5 separate regions of the Mus musculus genome follow, and all the other regions are linked to region 2. Evidence: chromatin contacts called from public promoter capture Hi-C data. All regions are on one chromosome and are shown on one strand. The core of a region is the stretch at or near the end of the contact, and the rest is flanking DNA. Distances in the headings are between cores, read along the strand shown. Region 1 holds the start of Zfp933 (zinc finger protein 933). Region 2 holds the start of Ubiad1 (UbiA prenyltransferase domain containing 1). Region 3 holds the start of Mfn2 (mitofusin 2). Region 4 holds the start of Miip (migration and invasion inhibitory protein). Region 5 holds the start of Kif1b (kinesin family member 1B).

What was found. Promoter capture Hi-C pulls out the DNA fragments that hold promoters and counts their contacts.
Region 1: a promoter capture Hi-C map of neutrophils shows a contact between it and region 2. The contact joins the promoter of Zfp933 here to the promoter of Ubiad1 in region 2. A contact is called at or near these places in 5 of 39 promoter capture datasets (the C10 cell line, liver, neural stem cells and 2 more) and 1 of 9 other capture datasets (adipose tissue).
Region 3: a contact with region 2 is called in a promoter capture Hi-C map of hematopoietic stem and progenitor cells. The contact joins the promoter of Mfn2 here to the promoter of Ubiad1 in region 2. A contact is called at or near these places in 9 of 39 promoter capture datasets (the C10 cell line, the HPC-7 cell line, erythroid cells and 5 more), 2 of 484 Hi-C or Micro-C datasets (CD4 T cells and LSK cells), 2 of 115 datasets of contacts at active chromatin or transcription factors (bone marrow-derived macrophages and embryonic stem cells) and 1 of 9 other capture datasets (liver).
Region 4: a contact with region 2 is called in a promoter capture Hi-C map of pre-B cells, with 2.6 times the contacts expected there. The contact joins the promoter of Miip here to the promoter of Ubiad1 in region 2. A contact is called at or near these places in 4 of 39 promoter capture datasets (hematopoietic stem and progenitor cells, liver and pre-B cells), 2 of 484 Hi-C or Micro-C datasets (CD4 T cells and muscle stem cells) and 1 of 9 other capture datasets (adipose tissue).
Region 5: a promoter capture Hi-C map of liver shows a contact between it and region 2, with 3 times the contacts expected there. The contact joins the promoter of Kif1b here to the promoter of Ubiad1 in region 2. A contact is called at or near these places in 6 of 39 promoter capture datasets (hippocampal neurons, liver, neutrophils and 2 more).

The regions. Positions count from the first base shown.
Region 1 is chr4:147,846,988-147,849,975 of GRCm38.p6, reverse strand. It overlaps Zfp933 (zinc finger protein 933), which reads left to right and starts at 1,558. Exons shown (of 4, transcript NM_198619.3): 1 at 1,558-1,698. The coding sequence starts at 1,696.
Region 2 is chr4:148,443,346-148,446,046 of GRCm38.p6, reverse strand. Ubiad1 (UbiA prenyltransferase domain containing 1) reads left to right here and starts at 1,287. Exons shown (of 2, transcript NM_027873.3): 1 at 1,287-2,119. The coding sequence starts at 1,597. It also overlaps the pseudogene Gm23303.
Region 3 is chr4:147,903,614-147,906,493 of GRCm38.p6, reverse strand. Mfn2 (mitofusin 2) reads left to right here and starts at 1,585. Exons shown (of 19, transcript NM_133201.3): 1 at 1,585-1,836.
Region 4 is chr4:147,867,248-147,870,072 of GRCm38.p6, reverse strand. It overlaps Miip (migration and invasion inhibitory protein), which reads left to right and starts at 1,354. Exons shown (of 10, transcript NM_001025365.2): 1 at 1,354-1,704. Fv1 (Friend virus susceptibility 1) reads right to left here and starts at 1,094. Exons shown (of 1, transcript NM_010244.3): 1 at 1-1,094. The coding sequence starts at 1,094.
Region 5 is chr4:149,306,330-149,309,029 of GRCm38.p6, reverse strand. Kif1b (kinesin family member 1B) reads left to right here and starts at 1,297. Exons shown (of 49, transcript NM_001290995.1): 1 at 1,297-1,601.

The sequences.
Region 1 (2,988 bases), core at 309-2,808, 600 kb after region 2:
AGTGAGCTCTGTCAAGTGAGTTCTGTCAAATGTGGTCCTGTTTATCACTGGCCCATCATATTCTCTCTCTCTCTCTCTCTCTCTCTCTTCCTCTCCCTCTCCCTCTCTCTCTCTCTCCAGGGTTTCTTTCCCTTTGTATCCCTAGAATTTGTTCCAGGTTGTTCTAGAATTAGTTCTGGGGACCAGACTGGCCTCAACCTGAGTGAGTGATCTGCTACCACTGTTTCATAGTGCTGGAGTTAAAGGCATGTACCATCATATGCTGCTAAACTAGCCTATCACTTCCAACCCAGTCTCTCCTGCAAGGAGGACTGACCAGTCAGAACTCTCCGATTCTAATTTCTGCCCCGAGGAATGGCAGCCTTTTTCCTTCTCCAAGCTTGTGATTCCTGGGACAATTGCAGTTTCAGCCATCCTAGGAAGCCATCCTCAGCCCTCAGGTGCTGGCCACAGGGAAATCCCTGGTCACCCACAGCCCTTCTTCCTCTCTATGGACAGAACTCTGAGTCCTAAAAAGGTAAGAAGATGCATCCTCCATGTGTTCACAGAGAGGCAAAGGCAAAAAGCCTGGGGAATGTTCAACAAGGATGAACTCAGTGGCTTATCTTTTATGGGACGATCTTGAGTTTAGAACAGGCTAGAGCACAGGAAGGAAGAGCTGAGGAGGGTCTCCACATCTCCCCCATTGCAGACATTTCCTAGTTATAATGTCCAGCGTACAACCTTCCATGCGACTACCATGATTTCACAGGAAGCCAGTAAAGTCATTCACACTTTGGCCAAGCCTTGACTCTTCCACAGGCTGGCACTACAAGGTTCCTTTCTGCAGTCCTGGCTGTTCTAGAATTCTCTCTATAGATCAAGTTGGCCTCAAGGTCAAGCGATCCCTCTACCTATGCTAAACCATGTCTGCCTTCATTTCTCGTTCTTGATGCTGGACAGAGACCCCATCACTCCTCCATCATGTATTGTCGCTGAGGCCATTTCAGGTTTAACTAGAATTTGATTTCCTTGATCAAGAATTCTAGGAAAATTACTCAACTCCACTTCTAGGAACCCAAGGTCAGGATATCCTTGCTAACTTATCTCAACCTGTTTGTGCTGGAACCCCCTCTGGCTAACTGCTTATCTTAGCTTCTACTAGAGACTGCTTGTTTCTGTGAGGATTCTACTTTGGTTGCCAGATGTAAAAATCTGGAGCTAGGGCACTCAGTGCCCTCGGCAGCTCAGCTCACTCTCCAGTGTACGTATTGAAGAGAGACTGTGGGGTAGAGTTATCGTCCTATGAACCTCTGTACGCTAATCCTGATTTTTGCTGGAAATAGACCAACTCAACAATTTTGAACCAAATTTAAAGCAGGCATTTATTAAATATTAAATACTGACCAAGAGACAGACCTGGGTCAGTAAAATTCCCCCGGAATTTGCCAGCGCGAACGGCCTCAGTCACGTGTTACAGCGGTTTCTTTTTAGATATTCAACTAGACCACCGTACTTTCCCATGAGCCTTTGTTATTTCCAAAGAACTACAATTCCCAGCATTCCAGGAACTTACGTAGTTCCGGGGCAGAGGAGGCTTCCAGGTTAATTTTGAGAATTACAGATGCAAGCTCTCCACCTTGATTTCAGGAGGAAGAAGGGGAAGTTAGTAGTGGGTGGTCTGAGGGACGCTCAGGCAAGGTCCTAAGTCTCGACATGGTGAGTACAGGGTCACTGCCCATATCGGGGAGGAGCAGGCGGATGAACCTGGGGAGCTGGTGTGGTGGGTTCTCCTCGGGACTGGGTGGTAAGCGGAGGCCAGATGTGGCCACCTGTGGGGTCTGTTTTAGTTCTAGTCATTCCCTGGACCCGGTAGTGGGCTCTGAATAACGTCACTATCCGGACTGCTTCTGCGCCAAGCATTTGGAGTAAGGACTTGTGTGCAGGATCATCCTTGGCAAGATGCCAAACTCGAAGAGACCTGGTTTCTCACAGTATCTTCTACAACTTTTTTCCTTTAGCATTTAACGTTTAGTTGTAAGGTCCATTTGGAGTTCATTTTGTGGCGGTTGTAAAAGGTGTCTCACGTGTTGGGTAACACTACAATGTTAATCTGTGATGTAGAAGAATAGGATTTATGATGTAAAGGAATTGCAGTGCTTAGGAGAGGGTAAGTCACACCACATAGAATTTAGATAAGTGAGGATGCCATCTAAAACACCCTACAGATGGGTACTATGCTAACCATGTCTGTTAGATAGGATGCTAGGATACACATTTTTGTTCACTAGGATTGTCCAGAAATATGGCTGAAGAGCAGAACAAAGGAGACAAACCAGATTTACAACCAGCTGCTAGGCCATTCCCATTGATAAGTTATTTGTTCTCTGCTGCTCAAATGAGCCAGTTCAAGCCAGCTTGGATTATATTAAATGTCAGTTTATTGGGAAGCCGCTCTTGTTCACTGGCCCCAAGGACCGAGGTCAAGGAAGTTACCATGGTGAGAGAGGGAGGCAGAGAAAGAGAAAGCAGGCAGGGGACAGAGAGAATAGGAGAAAAAGAGAAAGTGAGAAGAGAGCAAGAGAGAGAGAGAGAGAGAGAGAGAGAGAGAGAGAGAGAGAGAGAGAGAGAGAGAGAGAGAGAGATTGCAACATGAGCAAGACTACACTGTTGTCAATTTCTTGCAAAGGAACAACTCTGTAGTGTTGAGGGCTGTTTTTTTTTTTTTTTTTCAAGTAAGGCTTTCCATGTGATGGGGGGGGGTGGGGAGAGAGAGAGAGAGAGAGAGAGAGAGAGAGAGAGAGAGAGAAAGATTTTGAATTAGTCAGTGTGGAGAGGAGTTTTGAGTCAGAACAGCTGAGTTGACCAGCCAGCAAGAGTTCAGGAAAATCTAGGAAAGGCGAGCTTATTCAGCAGTAAATCTCTGAAGCTGGGATTGTCCAGAGACTAGAAACCTTCAGGACTAGGCTAGGTAAATAGGCTGAGTCAGTAAGCCTCAGAGAAGACAGT
Region 2 (2,701 bases), core at 38-2,537:
TCTTTCACAGGACTCAGGGGCAGTTCCCACGTTAGGATGTTCACAAAAGCCTGCAGGGTGTAGGGTTGGGATGTAGCTCAGATAGTAGATTATCTGCCTAGCATGTGGAATCCCCAGCACCCCATAAAACCAAGTGTGGGTGAATGCTTGTAATTCCAGCACTCAGGGAGTTGGAGGAGATTCAAGGTTGGATCAAAATTTCAAGGTCATTATGGGCTACATTGCCAATTTCTAGCCAGCCTGAGCTATATAGGCCCCTGCCATTTTATTATTGGATTTTTTATGAATAGGTGTTTTGCCTGTATATATGTATATCTAGTGTGATCTTCTTGCATGTATGCATGCCTGGTGCCTTTAAAGGCCAGAATAGGGGGTCAGATCCCCTGGAACTGGAGATACAAGCAGTTGTGAGCTCTTGGGGGTGCTAGGAATCAAACCCTGTTCTTTGGAAGGGCAGCTAATGCTCTTAACCGCTGAGCCATCAGTCCTGGCCCTGTCTCCAGAAACAAAGCAAAAAACCATGTAGGTCTTTACATCTTAGTACACAGAAAGCTTCCTACTTCTTTTTCTTCCAGCTATACATACATGTTCCATCACATAGTACCGCATTTTCTTTTCCAAGCTCTTGGCTTATGAACACTTCTCTTTTCTTCTTTCGGTCTCTCCTCTCTTCCCTTCCATTTCCTTTCCTTTCTCCTTCCCTTCCCTCTTCTCCATCTCCTTTTTGCAGGGTGGTGGTGGCACACACCTTTAATCTTACTCAGCTCCTGGGAGGCAGAGGCAGGTAAATCTGAGTTCGTGGCCAGCCTGGTCTACAGCGTGAGTTCCAGGACAGCCAGGGCTACATACACTGAGAAACTTTGTCTTGAAAACCGAAAACCAAACAAAAAGATAATCTCACGAAGCTTGAGTTGGCTTCAAACTCACTATATAATAAGGGATGTCCTTGAATTCTCTTCCTGTCGTCGTCTCCCAAGTTCTAGGGCCATAAGGATGCACCACCAGCCCAGCAATGCGCACAATACTTTCAACGTAGGATGTATTGGGGTAACCACAAATGAGTCTTATTTCTTATTTCAGTAAGTGAACCTGCCCAGTATAACGCAAAGCGACACGCCCTGAAATCCCAGGAGGGCTAAACAGCTGCTTCTTTCCAGTGACTTGCTTTTAGCTAATTTGTTGAACCTGGGCTCTGGCCTTTGACCACACCCCTCTCCGACCACGCCCCTCGCCGGCCTTCACCGGGCCCTGCCCGCCCCAGGTCCGAGTTTCCGGGCCGGCCTCCTGAGGCCGACGCACAAGATGGCGGCGCCGTCCGCCCGATAGGGGTTGCGGGCTGAGGCGGGTTATTGAGTTGTGGCACGGGGGAAGCGACCCCAGACAGGCTTCGCTCAGGTGACAGGTGGGCGGGCAGCGCCGCTGGCCCCGTGGCGGTGCATGGCCTGGTTGCTGTCTTCAGTTTTCCCCGCCTCCCAAACCCTGACCGGGGGCGGAACCAGAGAAAGGTCAGGCCAGGCTGTCCCGCCTGTCTCCGTCCTGGGGCGGTCCCCTTGAGTGGCTCACTTTTAGAATTGACTTTAGCCACGTGTAGCTTCCATGGCTGCGGTACAGGCCCCGGGGGAGAAGATTAATATCCTGGCAGGAGAGACAGCCAAGGTCGGGGACCCGCAGAAGAACGAATGGCCCGAGCAGGACAGGCTTCCCGAACGATCCTGGAGGCACAAGTGCGCCTCCTACGTGTTGGCCCTGAGGCCCTGGAGCTTCAGTGCCTCACTCACCCCTGTGGCCCTGGGCAGTGCCTTGGCCTACAGGTCTCAGGGTGTCCTGGATCCCAGGCTGTTGTTGGGTTGTGCAGTGGCTGTCCTGGCTGTACACGGGGCCGGCAATTTGGTCAACACATACTATGACTTTTCCAAGGGCATTGACCACAAAAAGAGTGATGACAGAACTTTGGTGGACAGAATTCTGGAGCCCCAGGATGTTGTTCGATTTGGAGTCTTCCTCTACACCTTGGGCTGCGTCTGTGCTGCTTGCCTCTACTACCTGTCCGCTCTGAAATTGGAACACTTGGCTCTCATCTACTTCGGAGGCCTGTCTGGCTCCTTTCTCTACACAGGAGGTAAGAATTGGCCTGTTTCCTGCTCTAAGGTCCCAGTTGCCTAAACTGGAAACTGCTACCTTCCATAGGAATGGTAGACGTGTCAAAGACGCCTTACTAAAGTAGGCCACTTGACTGGAAATCCAAAATGTGTGTATCGTGGATACTTTGAAACCTTAAGTTGTGAAAATACTGGTTTGGCAGTGGATTATGAACACTGCTCCCCCGATGGAGACATGGCTTAGCCTTTAAGATCTCTTACTGTGGGCTGGAGACCCCCCTACAGTTGGCTTAGTGGTTAAGAGCACAGGCTGCTCTTCCACAGGTCCTGAGTTCAATTCCCAGCAACCACATGGTGGCTCACAGCCATCTGTAATGGGATCTGATTCCCTCTTCTGGCATGCAGGCTTACAGTGCAAACAGAGCATTCATGTACATAAAATACAGAAATAAATAAATGTTCATACTTACCTGGCAAGGGAGATGCCATGATCTCAAAGGTGGTTTTCCTGGCCAAGACTTCTCTATTGTACTCCAATATGCTGACCCCTGTGATTTCCCCAAAGGTGGGAAACTCAACTGCACTATATATAAAACTGCTTT
Region 3 (2,880 bases), core at 336-2,835, 540 kb after region 2:
GCACACTATACCCCAAGGCAAGTGCTGGGTGTGTCTCTCCAGTTCAGAGTCAGATGTTCCAGACAAGAAGCTGCCCTATGGGCAGTGACTACAGGCCAGCTCCCATGACTCACCTCTCTGGAGACTCGTAACCGGCGTGCTGATTTACCTCTGAGGCTGTTTGTGGCATGACTGTACCCTGGCTATAGGGCAGTGCCAATCGGTAGAAAGCATAACATGGCAGCTAGGTGTGTCAGTGAGATGACTACAGTCCTAGCCCTTGGGAGGCAGAGTAAAAAGATCATCAATTCAAGGCTGGTTTGGGCTACATAGTGGGAAGCCTGCCCCCAAACAAACAAAAGCAAGGTCGCATGGGCCACAGACACAGTTAAAATATTCAGCTAGCCATATTATCTGCTTTTAAATACTTGGCTTGTTGTTTTTATTTAATGTGTATGGGATGCTGCCTGCATGTATGGAAGTGTATCAGAAGTGTGCCTGGTTCCCCCTGGAAGACAGAGAGGACACTGGATCCCCTGAATTGTAGTTACCGATGTGAGCTAACATGTAGGTGTTGGGTCCTCTGTAAAAGCCATCTCTCTAGGCCCCAACCATATTCATTTATCGTGTGTGGTTGATGTACACGTGCCCTGGCTCTTGTACGGAGGTTAGAGGACAACATTTTATGAGCAGGTTCTTTCCTTCCACCGTGTGGGTTCCTGGAGATGGAACTCAAGCTGTCAGGCTTGGTAGCAGCCATTTATACCTACTGAGCCTTTTTTGTGACCGCCACTATTAGCTCTACTTTTAGAAGTAAGAAGAAACGGGGTGGGGGGGGCGATTTAATTAAGATAATGTATTTCATTTAGCCCAGTTTATCCAAAGCTATAACAACACATCAATATAAAATTACTAATAAGGTAGTTTGCATTTCTTTTTATATTAAACATTGGGGCATTTCTCAGTTTGTAGCAGCTGCATTTCAGGGTCTCAGTAGCTACAAGTGGCTGGTGGGTGTTACTACAGAGCCCAGGCTTGGAGCCCTCCCAGCTTGGGGTCCAATGCAGTATCCCAGTTCTTGGAACAAAATGAGGGGCCAGTGAATGGCATGTGAGGTTGGATAATCATGTCCTGAATGTCCTGGGACTGAGTGAAAATTAAAAACTGCATGTTAGATAGCCAGTGCAATGACTGTCACCTAGTAGCTGCCTGATGCGTTGTGGCTGCTGTTTAGTTGCCTCAAAGGCAACTGAAGGACAATTACTTCACCCTAACGGTCTGTTTGTTCCCTTTGAAGACACTCGGATTATGAAATGCGAGTCTGGATTTCAAAACTGACAGGTGTTATACAGGGTCAAATTCTGGAGCAGCAACAACAAAAAAGGCGCAACAACAAAAAAGGCGCACGCAAACCTCTAATCGGTACCCTTGTCGTGTCCTGCCCGCTCCCCTCCCCGCCGTCCACCCTCTCCCCTCCCCCAACCCCCGTCCCGTTCTCCCACCCCTCCAACCCCTGCTTGACAGCTCGAGGCTCCGCCCTACCCCACCCTGACGGACGCTGATCCAAACTACAACTCCCATGACGCGCTGGGAGCCCCACCCTACAGCTTACGTCATCTGCACGAGACACGGGACGGTTACCAGGCACGCGGGGGCTCCTTTTGGAGCGCGGAGTTCCTAGACACTGTGGTATAGGAGTGGTAAGGTTGAGGTGACAGCGTTCAGAGGCCATCGGCTCGTCCGGGCTGCAGCGGGGCGAGTGACGAGCGCAGCCCCCTCCCCTCCCGCTTCTCTCGGTGTGGCGCCGGCTAGTGACGTGTTGGGTGTGATGGCCGCCGCGAGGCCGGGAAGGTGAAGGTGAGAGGGCGAGCGCGCCGGGGTGGTGGAACCGGCAGGCCCGGGCCGGGAGAGTCCTGAGCCACCCGGCTTAGGACGCTGGGCCTCTGGGGCCTCTGGGCCTCGGGCTCAGGCTCGGGTCACACGGGCGTTTCCCCTGCTGCGGCCTCGCCGTCAAGCCCTGCTCGGCTCTGAGGAGGGGGCGGGCCACCGGACTGAAGGCTGGGAGGTGGGCTCCTCCTCGCAGCTCCCCACACCCTGATGTCTCAGCCCTGTGATCTCCATTCAAGGTCCCTGACCCATTCCCGGTTTTCATCCAGTACTTTTCTTTTTTTGCCAGCATTTTTTTTTTTTCAGCACCCGGTTCACTGTACCCCACTTACGGTGGAAGTCTTTTTACTTATATGCCTTTTCATTGCACCGTTAAGACTCTGAGGGTTGGAGCTATTCTTAATCCGTCCCTGACCCTAGCACCTAACACATTGAAAGGCCACAGTGAATACTGAAAAAGATAGCTGTTTGGAAGGAGAAAGGCAACACTACTGGCCTCCATCTCTTGTAGTACTTTTCTATCCTGTTTTCTAGCTTTGCCAATCATCTCTCCCTTCGTCAGAAAAGGACTCTTGATTGTCCCCTTTTTGTCTTAGGTAGGAAAACACAAGTGAGCTTTGGAGTCACAGCTAGTGTAGTTTGGTGTCTAGCTTGGCTGCTTGGCTCTATACATCTTCCTAGTACTGTAGAGACCAAGTTTGCTCCATAGACTTGAGAATGGAAGGAGAGACTTTACAGTAGCAGGGATACTCTGGCCTTTGTCAGGTCTATTTTTCTTCCTCTCCTCTCCACTCCCCTTCCACTTCTAGTTGGCAGTTCCCCAGTCCTGAAGGCCAGGCCTTGGCCTGATTCAGCTCCCTTCTCTCTCTGGCTGTGTCTTAGCGAGGACCTCTTTGGTGCCTTGCATTAGCACATGGCTTAATATATTAGCACACGGCTAATGTGTTTGTCTCATTGTCATTGTTATTGTCTCCTCCCCCTCCACACACACACTTCCTCACCTGCTTCCTCAAC
Region 4 (2,825 bases), core at 105-2,604, 580 kb after region 2:
ATTCCAAGTTCCCTAAGCCTTTCAATCCCATCCTCAATAGAATACCACTCCAGGGTGTCAGGCGACTGCAGCTCTCTTGTAGTAGGCCATCTCTGGACCCATGCTTCAGCCAACCAATCAAACAAACTCTTCACACCATTATCTTCAACAGTGCGGGCTATGACATTAAACTCACTATCAAGGCTCAAAGGACCTAAACTGAGAAATTCAATCTGATCCAGTATTGTGAGCCTCCCACCATTATCCCACACCCTTAAAATCCATTTCCTAGCATGTTCCTTTGCCTTTTGGCGATTTGAGTGAGCAAGTGAATTGAGTTCATGATTAGTATGGCGGTGTTTCTGACTTGTAAGGTCAGACAGAGACTTGGGTCTGGTGACAGGTTCAGAAGTAACTAAGGATGTTGAAGACTGGATCTGAGGGGCATCTGCTTTGTCCTGCTGGGTGCGTTCTTTAGACAAGGCATAACCACTTTCCTCAGACAAGGATGGAGAGGCCAAGACAGTGGGCAACTCAGCTTCCTCAGACCCTTCAGAATCTATGTCCTCCCACACATCTCCATCCCAGGTTACCGGATCCCATTCTTTACCAATCAGTGCCCTCACCTTATCTGCAGACACTTTCCGGGCAGGCTGACACATGACCTGGGATTGCACATCAGCTAACCTCACAATGAGGGCTTCAGTCTGTTTTTCCCCAACTTCAATCCTGTGGCGGTAGGAAAGAAGAGTCTCCCCCAGGACACACTTAGAAGCCTTTAGATCATTTATGTGCATTCGGAGCTGGGAAATTTCATCTCTGAATTGGTCCCTTTCCTTTGTTACTTTATCCAGAAATGCCAGAAGCAGCTCGCCAACTGCGTCATAGTCCCTAATCTTGCAGAAATGTTCAAAAGTATGGTACACAGAGTCATTAAGTTCCTTACCGCTCGAAAAGGATGAATCGGGGAGATCGGCCACATTTATCTTCTGCAGCAGCTCACGCCATGGGTTAACAGTGTCATTATCCGGAGAGTCATTATCCGGAGAGTCCTCGGCAAGTTCAGGTTTGAAGAGCCAGCTCGAGAAACCAGCAAGCGCACGTGGGAAATTCATCTTCAGACTTTTGTTTCCCTAGAACTCGGCTACTGCGTCCTACAAGCCTCGGATCCAAATTCCAGTTCGTCCCTGGCAAAAGCACTCTGGGGAGTTGCTAGTGTGGGGTCCGCGTGAAAAGGTCAAAGTTGCCGGAGTCTCTAGCCCCACCTATCCACTGCCATTAGAGACTTTACATCCGGAAATTGCGTAACCGAGTACTACTGACCAACCAGAGCCTGTCCTCAATTTGAATTGGTAGAATTAGCATTAACAGTTAACCAATCAGCAATGAGGTCCCATTAGCCCCTCCTTTCCATATTGAAACTGCCGCTTCCGGATGCGAAGAAACAAATATAAGGCGTCCTGGCACTGTCAATTGGCCGAGCAGGACAGCGGCGGAGGCCCCGCCCCAGCCTTAGCCAATTAGGACAACCACTGGAGGTTCCGCCCCTGCTGGAGGCGGATTCCCCGGCTGCTGGGAATCTGGGCTTTCGGGCGGAGAGCGTTGGCGTCCTTTTATCCATGGCAGCCGCTGATCTCGGGACCACAGAGGCGTGCCTTCGTCCCGCTAGACCGGTAGAGAAGGGGCAAGCGCCTAGGCCCCGGTGTGCACCCTGCCTGAGTGCGCGTGAGTGAGATGCTGGGGTCTTCTCTGCTCGCCCCCTGCAGCCTGCTCCGAAACCCAAGTCTCCAGGGGCCTGTAGGGTGGCAGGGCTGGGAAGGATAGGGGGGTCTGATTCGGCTGGAGGAGTCTGGGCTGGGGTTGTAAGAGAAGTGGGAAGTGCTTCTTTATATTGCAGACATCTCTTCCAGAAGCAAAAGAAAGTGTCTGGAGAGACGGCTCAGTGCTCTTAACCACTGAGTTCAATTCCCAGCAACCACATGGTGGCTCACAACCATCAGTAATGGAATCCTACGCCTTCTTCTGGTGTGTCCGAACAAATAAATAAATCTTTGAGAAAGAGAGAGAGAGAGAGAGAGAGAGAGAGAGAGAGCCCCTGAGTATAATTTTTGAGGACCAAAGCTGGCCGGAGAAGGGGTGGGGGTGGGGTTTGTGTCCCAGTCAGGGCCATGCTTTCCTCCGTGCAGACCCTTCATAGGGAGTCATGTGTCAACAAAGGTTTATTTGCCCCAGAGCACAGCCAACAGAACAGAGAAACGATTCCACCCAAGTGTGGCTGGGTGAACCAAGGAGTGTACGTATTGGGGTCATGACCCAAAGGCAGCTACATCACTGACAGTCCCACCGAGCACGGGTTCTGATCCACCCCCGCGCAGCTTTCAGGCAGCTCCATCTGAGAATGCTCTCCCCTGGACATAGTTTAAATCAACCTTGTGGAGGGAGCTCTAGGAATTTGCAGCCTTCTGAAGAGATTCTCTCCTCCCACCATCAGGGAGAAGTTTGAAAGTCAGGGGAAGTAGCCACTGCACAACAAGCAGGAACCTACATTTTGGTTCAAACCCTGCTTTTGACATTTAGTAGCTGTGTGACCTTGGGATATACATGCAAATTAAAGAAAGGAAGAAAGAAAGAAAGAAAAGCAAAGAAATGAATTGACCAGGAGAAGACTTGTGGCAGAGAAAAAGGCTTAATGCTTCCAGTTCTGGGTTCAGTGCCAGCTCCAGATAGTATGAGACCCCGACTTAGAGCGTTTCTCCCTGGAAGGTAAAGCCCCTAGACGTTCCCCAAGCTTGTTTTCCCTGATCTCTAAAAATGCAGCCAGAAAAAAGCTCTTTGTTCTCTATAGC
Region 5 (2,700 bases), core at 48-2,547, 860 kb before region 2:
ATTCTAAAGAAAATGAGAGCTGGGCTTAGTGGTACGGATCTTTAATCCCAGCAGTCAGGAAGCAGAGGTAGACAGATCTCTCTGTAGGTTTCAAGACAGCCTTGTCTGCTTGGTGAGTTTCAGGAGAGCCTGAGCTACCAAGACCCTCTGTCTTGAACAAACAAGAACAAACAAGTAAATAAACACAATGAGAAGTGTCCAATGAATGTGGAATAGTGGGAGTCTGGAACTTCAGTGGCATGGTGATTGCCCAGAGTCGTTAGTGTAGAAAGTTAATTCTCACGTTTTAGTGTGTAGGCCTTTCTCTACCCAGTAATTCTGTATTAAAGTCAGGGTTGAGAGAAAAAAAAAAATCTTACTTTCAATTTCTGCTAATAAATCCAAACCACATCCTCTAACCTTAAAATGCAGTGTGATTGGCAGGTTGTCATTGTGATATTTTACTAAGCACTGAATTGAGCTGCTTATGAACGTCTGTGGGGCTTTTCATTTGAGCTGAACCTAAATCTGATTTTTAAAAAACATGGCTCATAGAGCTTTTGTGTTCTTATGAGCCCTGGTAACCCCCTCTAGGGGCATCTCTCTCAGGCCGCTCAGTCCATTCACTGGGCGCGATACAAAGCGTTTTGTTCCTGTGCTCACACCAGCACGCCATCTCCCAAGGAGACGCTGAATGCCCACTAAGTCATGCTTTCCCATTACTCATTCCTCCTTTTCTCCCAAGGTGGCGTGTGGGAGGTGTTGTGCTGGGGTTCGACAAGAATAGGCTAGGAAGCTTTCTGCTGGATACACTCATGCCTGAGCGTGGTTCCGTTCCCACCGCGCCGGGCTCGGTGGCTTCACCGTTTGAGCTGTTTTTCTAAACGGACAATGACTCCACACTCGGCCGCTCCCACATAATCCCAGCTCTCCGGATGGCATCTGGACCGTCCAGTCCCGCCCGGTCACTGAGCCACTTTTTGTCCCCTTACGAAGCGGGTCATTCGGCTACACAGGCGCGGCTGCTACCCACTAACACCTTTCCGGGGGTCACCCGGGAGGGAACTCTGGACACCGGCTTCGCCCACCAGGCACGCCCGCACCCGCACCCGCATCGGCTCCCGTACCACCAGGGGGCGCTCGAGTGTCTCCGTCGCTCCGCCGGCACCTCCCGCCCCCTCTTCCAGCCACGCTTTACTATTGGTCATCTGTCTCAAGGTCTTCATCGCGATTGGTCACCTTCCGCGTCGGTCTCGGTTGCTGGGCGGGCCGAGGTGACGCTCGGCGCTCTAGCTCGGGGCGGTGTCCCGCGCCGGCGGCTTCGGGCGGAGTTTGGCGAGCAGCGTCGCGGTGTAGTCAGACGGCAGTGGTCCCGGGAGGCGACAGCTCGGATCCGGGCTTCTCTCTGTTCCTCCGCCGCATCCACAGCCGCGCCCCGGCCTCCCGCCAATCCTCGATGCAGAGCTGGGCGGCCGCGTGATGGGGCTGCGGAGCGGCGCCCTGCGGCTCGCGGCGGCCGCTGCCTGCGCTGAGGTGCGTCGGTGCCCGGCCTCCCGCGCCCCTGCGCGCCTCGGCGTCTTCTGACTCGGCCGGCTCGCCCGTCTGTCCGCAGCGCGGCTGAGGTGAGGAGGCTGAGGTGGGGCGGCCGAGGCGAGGTGGGCGGTGGTGCCGCGGCGCCGGTGTAGGGGGCCGCTCCCGCGGGAGGGACTCCCGGCCGGTGACGGGCCTGGAGGGGGCAAAGCGAGGAAGCGGCGCGGCCGGCCGGGGCTCTGGCTCCGCGGTGAGGAGCCTCGCCCTCCGTGGAGAGACCTGGCCGGCCGGCCGCGAGCGCCGGGCTTTGGTCCAGCGGCCTGCCGGTCCCCTGCAGTGCCCTGCACCAGCCCTCCGCTTCCCCTGGGCTGCCAGGCCCCGCTCTGTCCGCGGGCCAGCAGATCGGTCGCTGTCCCGCCGTATGTGCGCACATTGCAGCTCTGAGGAGCCAGCCGATCTCTCCCCCCTCATCTGCTCTCTCACCCCCTATTGTGGTTGGCATCAGGGTTCCAACCGGGAATGTGGCAATGCCCCTGAGCCCGATGAAGGTAGGAAAGGGCATCCGACAGAGCGGAGGGCGCAAGGGCTGGACGGAGGAAGCGATGCAGAGGGAGGGGGCTTGTTGGATGCTGGCCAGATGGGAGGAAGGCTGGTGTGGGCTCGACGTTCAGCCGACCAGGATCACTCTGGCAGCCATATTGGGAGGATGATCTGACAAATCCTTTAGGAGCCAAGTCCGGTTGCTGGTAGGCACCGAGTGACAGCCCTGGCAGCTTTCAGGGTGACTGGCCGCACCAGAAGCCAAGTTGTGGGGGTTGGGAGGCCACTCAGAGCAAGCTAGTCATTGTTCATGCAACGCAAACCCTCACCGACTGGAAATGCAAAATTGAGCTCCCAAATCACTTTTTCTCTTTGGTGAATTGCTATATGAGCCTTCAGGGTAAACTGGCTTGAAGATTCCATTCTTGTTGGGGTGAAATTCTGTGTTTCTGTCCTTATCATCGCAATCCACCGCTGCTTTGGCCCTCGAAGGCCTGTTGATGTTTAAGGCCACTTTACCATATTGGAGGCTCTTGGCGTATTGCATGGCGTGCATAGATTTGCATAGTATCTCTTCGTGCAGAGATTAGGGAAAGTGGAATAAACTGGTAGCAGAGAAGACTTGCAGCAGTATCTCGGAGGATGCAGGTT